2 separate regions of the Oryza sativa genome follow, and region 2 is linked to region 1. Evidence: chromatin contacts called from public HiCAR-type data. All regions are on one chromosome and are shown on one strand. The core of a region is the stretch at or near the end of the contact, and the rest is flanking DNA. Distances in the headings are between cores, read along the strand shown.

Region 1 (4,365 bases), core at 765-3,264:
GTTGAATTTCAACTTGCATGTTTGTAGAGTGATATATCACATGTTAATACATCTTCTCAACTTTTTTTTCATAATCATTTGAATAACATGCAAACAACGTGGGCACATCCCCTCGAGGGATCAAAATCCACTCCCGAAACAAATTCATCATATGTGGTTTGAATTGTATATCTGAGATTTTGTAAAAATAGATATGGTAGTATGTTATAATGAACATTAGACCCTAAAATAATCTCAAATAAAAAAATAGTCAACAAGAAAGTTGTAGATCTCATCGAGCACTATAATTTTGATATAAAAGTTTGTCTTCATCTGACTCCGTATGAAAAAGTTATGTATATATACATGTTTTTTCTAAAATTTGATCCATGTCTGTGGATATCCGAACGAAATTCCCGGATAGTTTCCAACCGTTTTCCGATTCCGACGGATATTATACCCATACTGTATTCGTTTTCGTTTCTGAGAAAAATAAACCGAATTCGTTTCCGAATCTGAGAATTTCCGAATAGTTCCGATCAAACCTATCCGAATCCGAAAAATGGTTTTGACGGACGGATTAATTAATTGCTTACCGGATTGTTGGCAGCAACACCTCCATCGATGAGATTGAAGACCCGGGGCTGACCGGCCTTGTCCTTGGTCTCGAAACGGTGACCGGGGAGGTAGGTCGGCGCCGCTGACGTGCTGATGCACACGTCGGACAAGAGAGCATTCTTGGATGCATCCTTCTGTGCCTGGACATACATGGATATAATAAAATGCACATGTAAATTTTACTTCTGTTTACAATATATAGTGATGTCCTTTTTCATCACTATAGTATATATATACTATACAGCTTACAAAAAGGATTGTAATAAGTTTACATCAAATCTAGAGAAGATGGTGGGCTGGAGGAGCTTGATGTCAAATGTGGGGATGACGACGTTGGTGATGGCCTGGCTAATCCTGGTGTCACCGAGCAGCTCCTGCACAATGGACCGGAGGTATCGCCCGTCGTACTTGGGACCCATCATGCTCTTCAGCAAACCCAGGGGTCCTTTGCTGCATTTATACATGGGAACATTAAGGTTTGCCTGGATGAATTGGCATGATCAGAACCGTGTAGAAGTGACTGAAATTTGTACGTATTTTCACATGATCTTAATTAATTAACTGCCAGTCGACTAAACTTGCAGAATAAATAGCCTGAATTGAAATGCGGCAACTATAGTATAAAGTTGTGAAATTCAATTTTCTTTCTTTTTAAAACTAATTTAAACCACTTTACGCTTATCTAATTATCTGCTGTTTCATCTATGCTCTAAGTAAAACTTGTACTAAAGTTAACTCGCTGACTGATTCACCTAATTAACTACATTAATTTTCATAATTAAGTTAACGTACCCTTTTTTTCACGGCGAGAAATAAAAGTACAGAATGTTGGATGTAAAATTTGGTCGAGAAAAAAGTAAATACAAACACCGTATACATGTATACGTACATGACAGGAGGGAATATCTTGGGGCTATGCCGGAGGTAGAAGTCGACGATGTCCTTGGCGGCGAAGAGCGGCCGGCCGTCGGCGCCGGGCGCCGCGAGCATGGCCGTCACCAGCCCGCCCGTGCTCGTCCCGGCGATGACGTCGAAGTAGTCCGCCACCCTCGCCGCCGGCCCGTCCAGCTCCTGCAGCTTCTCCTCCAGGAACGCCAGGATGGTCCCCGGGATGATCCCGCGCACGCCGCCGCCGTCGATGCTCAGCACCGCCACGATGCTCCCGAACGCCGGCGGCGGCGACCTCGGCGTCGGCAGCGCTGCCGCCGCCGCAGTCGCCTGCCGCCGGCCGAGCGCCGGGTCCACGGTCAGTGACCCCCCCGCGCTTCCTCCGCCGTTGCTGCTGCCGATGAGCTCAGCTGGGACTTGCACTGGCGCCATGGCTGGCTGCTTGAGCGAGCTAGAGATCGACTGAGTTGAAGGGGGAGGTTGGTCGCGGTTGTAATTATAGTGTGGGAGCATGCGTCCCTCGCCGGCGGTGTTATATATACGGCGGCGAATGGCGGTAGGTGGTGGCGCCGGAGATCAGCACGTGCGATTGGACGGCAAAGCGGATCGGGGGGAGGGGAGCTTTCCCGGAATCTCGCTGGCTCGTGCTTTTGCATTGCATGCATGCTCTGCTTGAAACTGTAAAGAAATATAATGTGCCGTACGGATAATGGCCCGTGACTCCGTGAGCCGTACTTTTCTACGCGGATAAGCTGGATATGTGTATAATACTAGTCCCGTTTTTAATAGATGACGCCGTTGACTTTTTCCATTTGTCTTATTCAAAAAATTTACATAATTATAATTTATTTTGTTATAAGTTGTTTTATTACTCATAATACTTTAAGTGTGATTTATGTCTTATATATTTGAATAAAATTTTTGAATAAGACGAATGGTCAAACATATGAGAAAAAGTCAACGGCATCATCTATTAAAAAACGGAGGGAGTATATACTAATATGCTTACGAAATTAATTTGGTTGCAGCTAAAGCTCGTGGTCGTCATGATGCACACGCTACGCAGCCACGCATGTAAAGTACTCCCTCGTTCATATTCCCTAGCAGTTACTCCCTCTATTCTAAAATATAAGTATTTTTAATTCTTACACGATTTTATATATGCTAATTTAACTAATAACATTTACAAAAATAAGATTTTATTTTTAATAAAAAGAGTTGCATATTATGATAGCTTGTTGAATGATAAATCTAATGACATCAATTTTACATAATTGATTTTTTTACTATTAAAAGTCAAAGTCAAAAACGTTTGATTTGTCACTATGCTAAAAATGCATATATTTTTGAACGGAGGAAGGAGACCTATTACATATTTAGATTTTTCAAATATGTTATTTCTATTTATAGTCTCTATTTATCTCAGATTTAAATGAAAAGGTAAAATGTTGGGTTAGAATCCAAGAAGTTATCTTAATACTCATAGTTTTCATGTATATATATACTCCTTTATCTTTGTTACATGTAAAATAAGTTAATTTCTTTTTGATCTTGGTAACAAAAGTAATAGGTGTAACTTTTGTGAAATAAGAGAGTAAAATATATAAACCTATCATAAAAAAAGTGATTTTTGTGTACGTGACTCTCGGTAGGTTACAAACGGACCTGGCCATGTCTGCAAAAATCGAGCGAGCATTTTTCGTATAAGGGTCATTAAGAAGCCCGCATGTAAAAATTGATTTCGTAGGCGAACCCCTAAGGGGCCGCATGAAAAAATAAACTCTTTTTTTTTCATGTGGACCTCTTAAAATGCCCGTATATGAAAAATCATTATATGAAAAATCATTTTTATGTATGCGGGTCTCTTAAGGATCGATCTACAAGTCTAAATAGCCTCCTCCTTCTCGTCGCTGTCCTCTTCAACTGCCGCCGGCCCCATCCACGCCAACATCGCCGCTCCACGCCGCCTGAGCCACAGCCCCGCCGGACCCGATCCGCGCTCCTCCTCCTCCAACACCGCCCCCGCATGCCCTCCAACAGCTGCCTCCGTGGAACAAGACATGAAGACGGAAAAATAGACTTATTCCTCTACAGTAAACATGCTCACATCCCATATGAGAAATTAATACCCAACGGTGGCCCATTTGTTACGTGCATATAAATACACACACACACACACACATATATATATATATATATATATATATATATATATATATATATATATATATATATATATATATATATATATATATATATATATATATATATATATATATATATATATATATATATATATATATATAATTAAAAAATAAGTAAGGCTTTCGGTTGATTTTTTTGGTCCGTCATTAAAGGATGGGCCCACGTGATTATTTCGCCGCTAATCCGTGAATCCGGATGCATTACGGCGATCTCTGACGCTCCGCACAAAAAGAGAAACGAAAAAAAGAAAAACCTAGCGAGCAGCCCAGCCAAGACGGCAGCAGGCCGGCCCAACAAAAAGCAAACGTAGCCCAGTAGCCAGCCCACAGAGTAGAGAAGCAGCAGCCCAGTACAACATGTGTGATACTGTAGCAAATGAGCACTGTAGCACGAATAATACCACCTAAATAGGAGGCTTGCCTGATACTATCTATATCTATAACTAATATAAATATTCGTATTTTTTCTTTCGTCACATCTAATTTTCGTCCGTACACAATCCGATTTGGTTAGCAATAGCCATGGAAAAAATTGCAAAAAAAAATCCGCCGCACCCGTCGTCGCTACACCGTGCCAGCGAGACAGGAAGGAGAGCGGGAGAGGGAGCGCGGACGCTGTCGACGCCGCCGTTGGGAGGGCGCCGTCTCCGCCGCACCCCGCCATCACCGCGCCGTG
Region 2 (4,365 bases), core at 708-3,207, 160 kb before region 1:
CCCAGTGTTATTTGCTTGGTTCTCATGGCTATTTTACTTTCGCTTAAGAACATAATAATTGTAAACTGAATTTCAATTTGAAGATCTGAACAGACCTATTCTTGGTGCTTTGTTTTCAGCACAAATTAATTAAGTATTCCCTCCGTCCCTAAATATAAGGGATTTTGGTGGAATGTGACACATCCTAGTACAATGAATCTGAATAGACTTTTGCTCAGATTCGTTGTACTAGGATAGAAATTTGTTCAGATTCGTTATACTAGGATGTGTCACATCCTATCAAAATCTCTTATATTTAGGGACAGAGGGAGTAGAATAGAAGATTTGGCGTTCGATAAGGAACGATGGGTCGTAGACAACCTCATTATTTATTCCACCTTCATATACTGGGAGAATAGCAAGGAGCATAGTAAAAAAAGGGGACCTGGCCGGTGGTTGAACCGGAAAAAACTGGAGCCAGTGACCTTGGCAGCTCAGTTCAGCTCAAAGACTATCCCTGCAATCGAACGGGTAAAAAATCGGTGAACCGGTAGGTTTTATTTGAACTGGTGAACCTCGGCGGTGGTTTTTTTAGAATCGAGTTGTTTTTAATTTGTCATATGGCAGTATGACATTATGGGTTTGTTAAGTTACACTACATTTATTTTTTTTATGTTGTGGTCATATAATAATAGATATACTGGTTTATTTATGCATATTTCATCAATTTGTGATGGTTCTATATTAAAAATAATGCAAAACAAATATAATATTAATAAATTAAAAACCGGTGGTTCGACCGGTGACCCGACGGTTTGATCGGTGAATCGAACGGTCAGAGTGGGTCGACCACCGATCCCTTTTTTTTTTTTTTACTATGATAAGGAGGGAATATTGTTATGGTGGACAACCATGAAAAATATTTTATGCATTTCCAACATAAATTTACCCTTTGATTCTTGGGTGAATAGTCTTTTTTATTCATGGGTTTAGCTTAAGATTACGAAAAGACATGTATGTTGTAGCATTGCGGGTCCTATATTATTGCTCTATGATGGCCTTAAGATTCGTGTGAATGTGTGGGTACTGTATTAGGGCATCCGCAATGGTTATCTATAGACTCTTTACACGAGATCCATATCAGCATATTTTTCTACTTGGAAGAGATTAAATGAAGAGAGAGAGAGTAAAGCTATCTACTAACCTGGAGATAGTCTATAGAGAAAGACGAGGCAATGGATTAGAGAGCTATAGATACCCATGTAGACATCATTGAAGTGGTTTACTATTAATCTAGTCTATTGCTAATATGGACAATGTTTTATAGATAGTATCTTACTTTACCATTGCGGGTGCTCTTATGGTTCTGGACATAGCTTAAAAAATGCGAAGAAAACAAGGAGCTCATATATTCTACATGTTAAAACTTAGAACTTACCGTCACGTAGATTTTTGCCATATATGGATGAAGATTCAATAATTGCTTTCTTTCTATGTATTGGTTTTTATTCAGTATTTATGATGTTGTCTAAATGTTTGTTCACTTTGAAAGAATTTTGTACTCTTTTCATATACTTTTGATAATCATATTTTATCTTGGTACACAGACCAAGGATAAGTAATTCTACTTCTCATTCATTTAAACATGTTACTAGTCATTCCTCGTAAACAAGCGATTTATTAATATTTATATTTCTCGATACTCATGTATCCAATCTTGTATGGAAAAATAAGAGTCACGCATTAAATCCGAAAAAAGTCATTAAGAGGATAAGTTGTTGGATTGAAATATGCTTATCAAAAATAAAATTTTTAGATTTAGAAATATAACTATCAAAAATAGATGGATGAAAGTAGATGGATGGAGAAGTGATTGTAGTTTTTTTAGGTAAAGTTCAGGATTTATTCAAGACAGATATTTAGCGAAAACCAAATGTTTAAGGCTTTTACCCCTCACATCATCACTCACAGGCAACTCGCCTTTTTTACTCGAGTAGAGTAGCGACAGCTCGCGAGGCAGAGACAGGATAGGATTATCTCTCCCACACTCGCTCCCCCCAGCCATGGCCATGGCCGCGGCCGCCTCCCTCCTGCCGGCGAGCGCCGCCCCAACCCTCCCCGGACGCGCCTTCCGCCCGCCCCGCAACTCCACCCCGACGGCCTCCCTCTCCTGCGATGGCGGCTCCCGCTGCCGCGGCGTCGGCCTCGGCGTCATCCTCGGTGGGTGTCGCGCGCAAGGCGTTCGACGGAATGCCGCAGCCGAGACCTACGTCCCAGGCTCCGGCAAGTACATCGCCCCGGACTACCTCGTGGTACGATCCTGCAAGGCTCGACTCGCATTTGGCAGTGAGCCTGGCTACGTTCGAGGAGTCTGCTCGATCGAGTCCTACTTGGGTATCTGAAACGGGATATATCTTTCCTTCCTCCTTTCATGGTTGCAGAAGAAGGTGACGGCCAAGGAACTGGAGGAGCTGGTGAGGGGGGAGAGGAAGGTGCCCCTCATCGTGGATTTCTACGCGACGTGGTGCGGACCCTGCGTCCTCATGGCCCAGGACATCGAGATGGTAATATGTGCCCTGCAAATCTTACATTCCCCGTTTAGTGTTTGCTTCTCTCTAACGTTGGGCAACACTCTCTGACCAATTACAAGTTTGCGCACCCTTCCCACGTAGAGTTATTACTAGCAATGAAAGAGGAAACACCCATAAGAAAAAGAAAAAAACAATCTTCACATATGTTTGAAAACATACATTAAACTGATTTAGGGAGTGTTTAAAGCTTCACATGATTTTGAAAACATTTGTATGATTTAGGGTCTCTGAATGTCTAGCTAGCACCAAACTGAACTGGGGTGTTAGTAGGTGTCATGTGCCATGAATACTCTAGTCTTGTTAATTAAGCACTTACTTATCAAGATTCTAATCCAAAATGAGACTACAACAATTTTAACCATTCTCTACTTAGATTAGTAAAGAAATGGCAGACCCAACGTGTATGTCTGTGCCTAATAACGAAAGGGAATGATATAGCCAGTGCAAGATGCCTATGTCCATTCCAAAATCTTCCCTGAAATTTGTGGCTGTTACGCTGGTGGTATTCTTTGTATGCTCTGAATTTGTCAGAGACAATATTGCCTTTCCTGCAAGCTCCACCCCAGTGTTCTTGACAATCTGAATTTATTGAAGAAACTTTGATTTAATATATTCAACAATAGTGTTTCCATCACATTTGTATCTAGATCTTCCCTAATATTCTTTTATACTCCCTCCATTTCACAATGTAAGTCATTCTAGCATTTTCCACATTCATATTGATGTTAATGAATCTAGACATATATATCTATCTAGATTCATTAACATCAATATGAATGTGGGAAATGCTAGAATGACTTATATTGTGAAACGGAGGAAGTAATACTTATAGGTTTCAAGTAACTTCACCAAGTGCCATATATACTTATAATGCAAACTCATTTTTTGCATCCTCTTGTACTATCAACTGATTTCAACATTTCTGCCATATAATGTGTCAGCTTGCAGTTGAATATGAAAACAATGCCCTGTTTGTGAAGGTGGATACTGATGATGAATATGAACTTGCAAGAGATATGCAGGTATACACATCATTGCACACACTGAGCAAAGAAAATAGTAATCATAGTTTTGTTTTGGTTTATAACTTATTTTTACAATGTTTTCTGAACACTCACCATGGGTGAAAAATACAGGTAAGAGGACTTCCAACACTGTATTTCTTCAGTCCAGATCAAAGCAAAGACGCCCTAAGGACTGAGGGACTGATTCCTATTGATATGATCAGAAATATCATTGATAATGAATTGTGATCGCTAGGATATAGGGACATAGTTGAGATTTTGATGTTTGAAGTATTTTAGCCACTAGTAGATGTGATAGATTTGAGCTTTCTGATCTTTAGTGGGAAGGTTCTGAATCTTCTGGTACGCAGAGTCTGCGTGTGGAATGTAGTATGTTATATGTGGGGTTCGTGCTTCAGACTAACAAGCTACTCTATAATTCAGTTATTCTTCCTAGTTCAAGATAAAACGGTTTTTGCACCTTTGTGCTCTTCCCTCATGATTATCAAGATTATCATGACTAGGGAGGGAGGCTAACAACTAAAATTAAATTACAAGAAAACCTATTATAGCTACAATCCACTAACTGGAATTACTTCTATAGAGGAGCACACGCATGACCCCACAACATCTTGATAGTTCATGTTCATTCTCACTCGCTGTACTCTTAAGTAATACTTAACTGTCTCTGTAGCAACACGCTCGATATCATCTAGTTAAACTAACCTAGTGTGTAAGGTTTAAGACTAGTGCAGCCCAAGTTTTACAACCTATATATGATTCAAATATCT

Evidence for each region. HiCAR-type assays count read pairs that join an accessible place to other places.
Region 2: a contact with region 1 is called in a HiCAR-type map of leaf, with 2.4 times the contacts expected there. The contact joins the promoter of LOC4345435 here to the promoter of LOC4345425 in region 1. A contact is called at or near these places in 1 of 15 Hi-C or Micro-C datasets (leaf mesophyll) and 2 of 4 datasets of contacts at active chromatin or transcription factors (both in leaf).

What each region holds. Positions count from the first base shown.
Region 1 is chr8:17,796,695-17,801,059 of ASM3414082v1, reverse strand. It overlaps LOC4345425 (patatin-like protein 2), which reads right to left and starts at 2,014. Exons shown (of 4, transcript XM_015793485.3): 1 at 1,487-2,014; 2 at 870-1,047; 3 at 576-737. The coding sequence starts at 1,998.
Region 2 is chr8:17,953,702-17,958,066 of ASM3414082v1, reverse strand. LOC4345435 (thioredoxin-like protein CITRX, chloroplastic) reads left to right here and starts at 1,957. Exons shown (of 4, transcript NM_001422547.1): 1 at 1,957-2,291; 2 at 2,421-2,543; 3 at 3,512-3,592; 4 at 3,707-4,020. The coding sequence starts at 2,043. The coding sequence ends at 3,823. LOC4345436 (pre-mRNA-processing factor 39-2) reads left to right here. Exons shown (of 14, transcript XR_001548302.3): 14 at 1-110.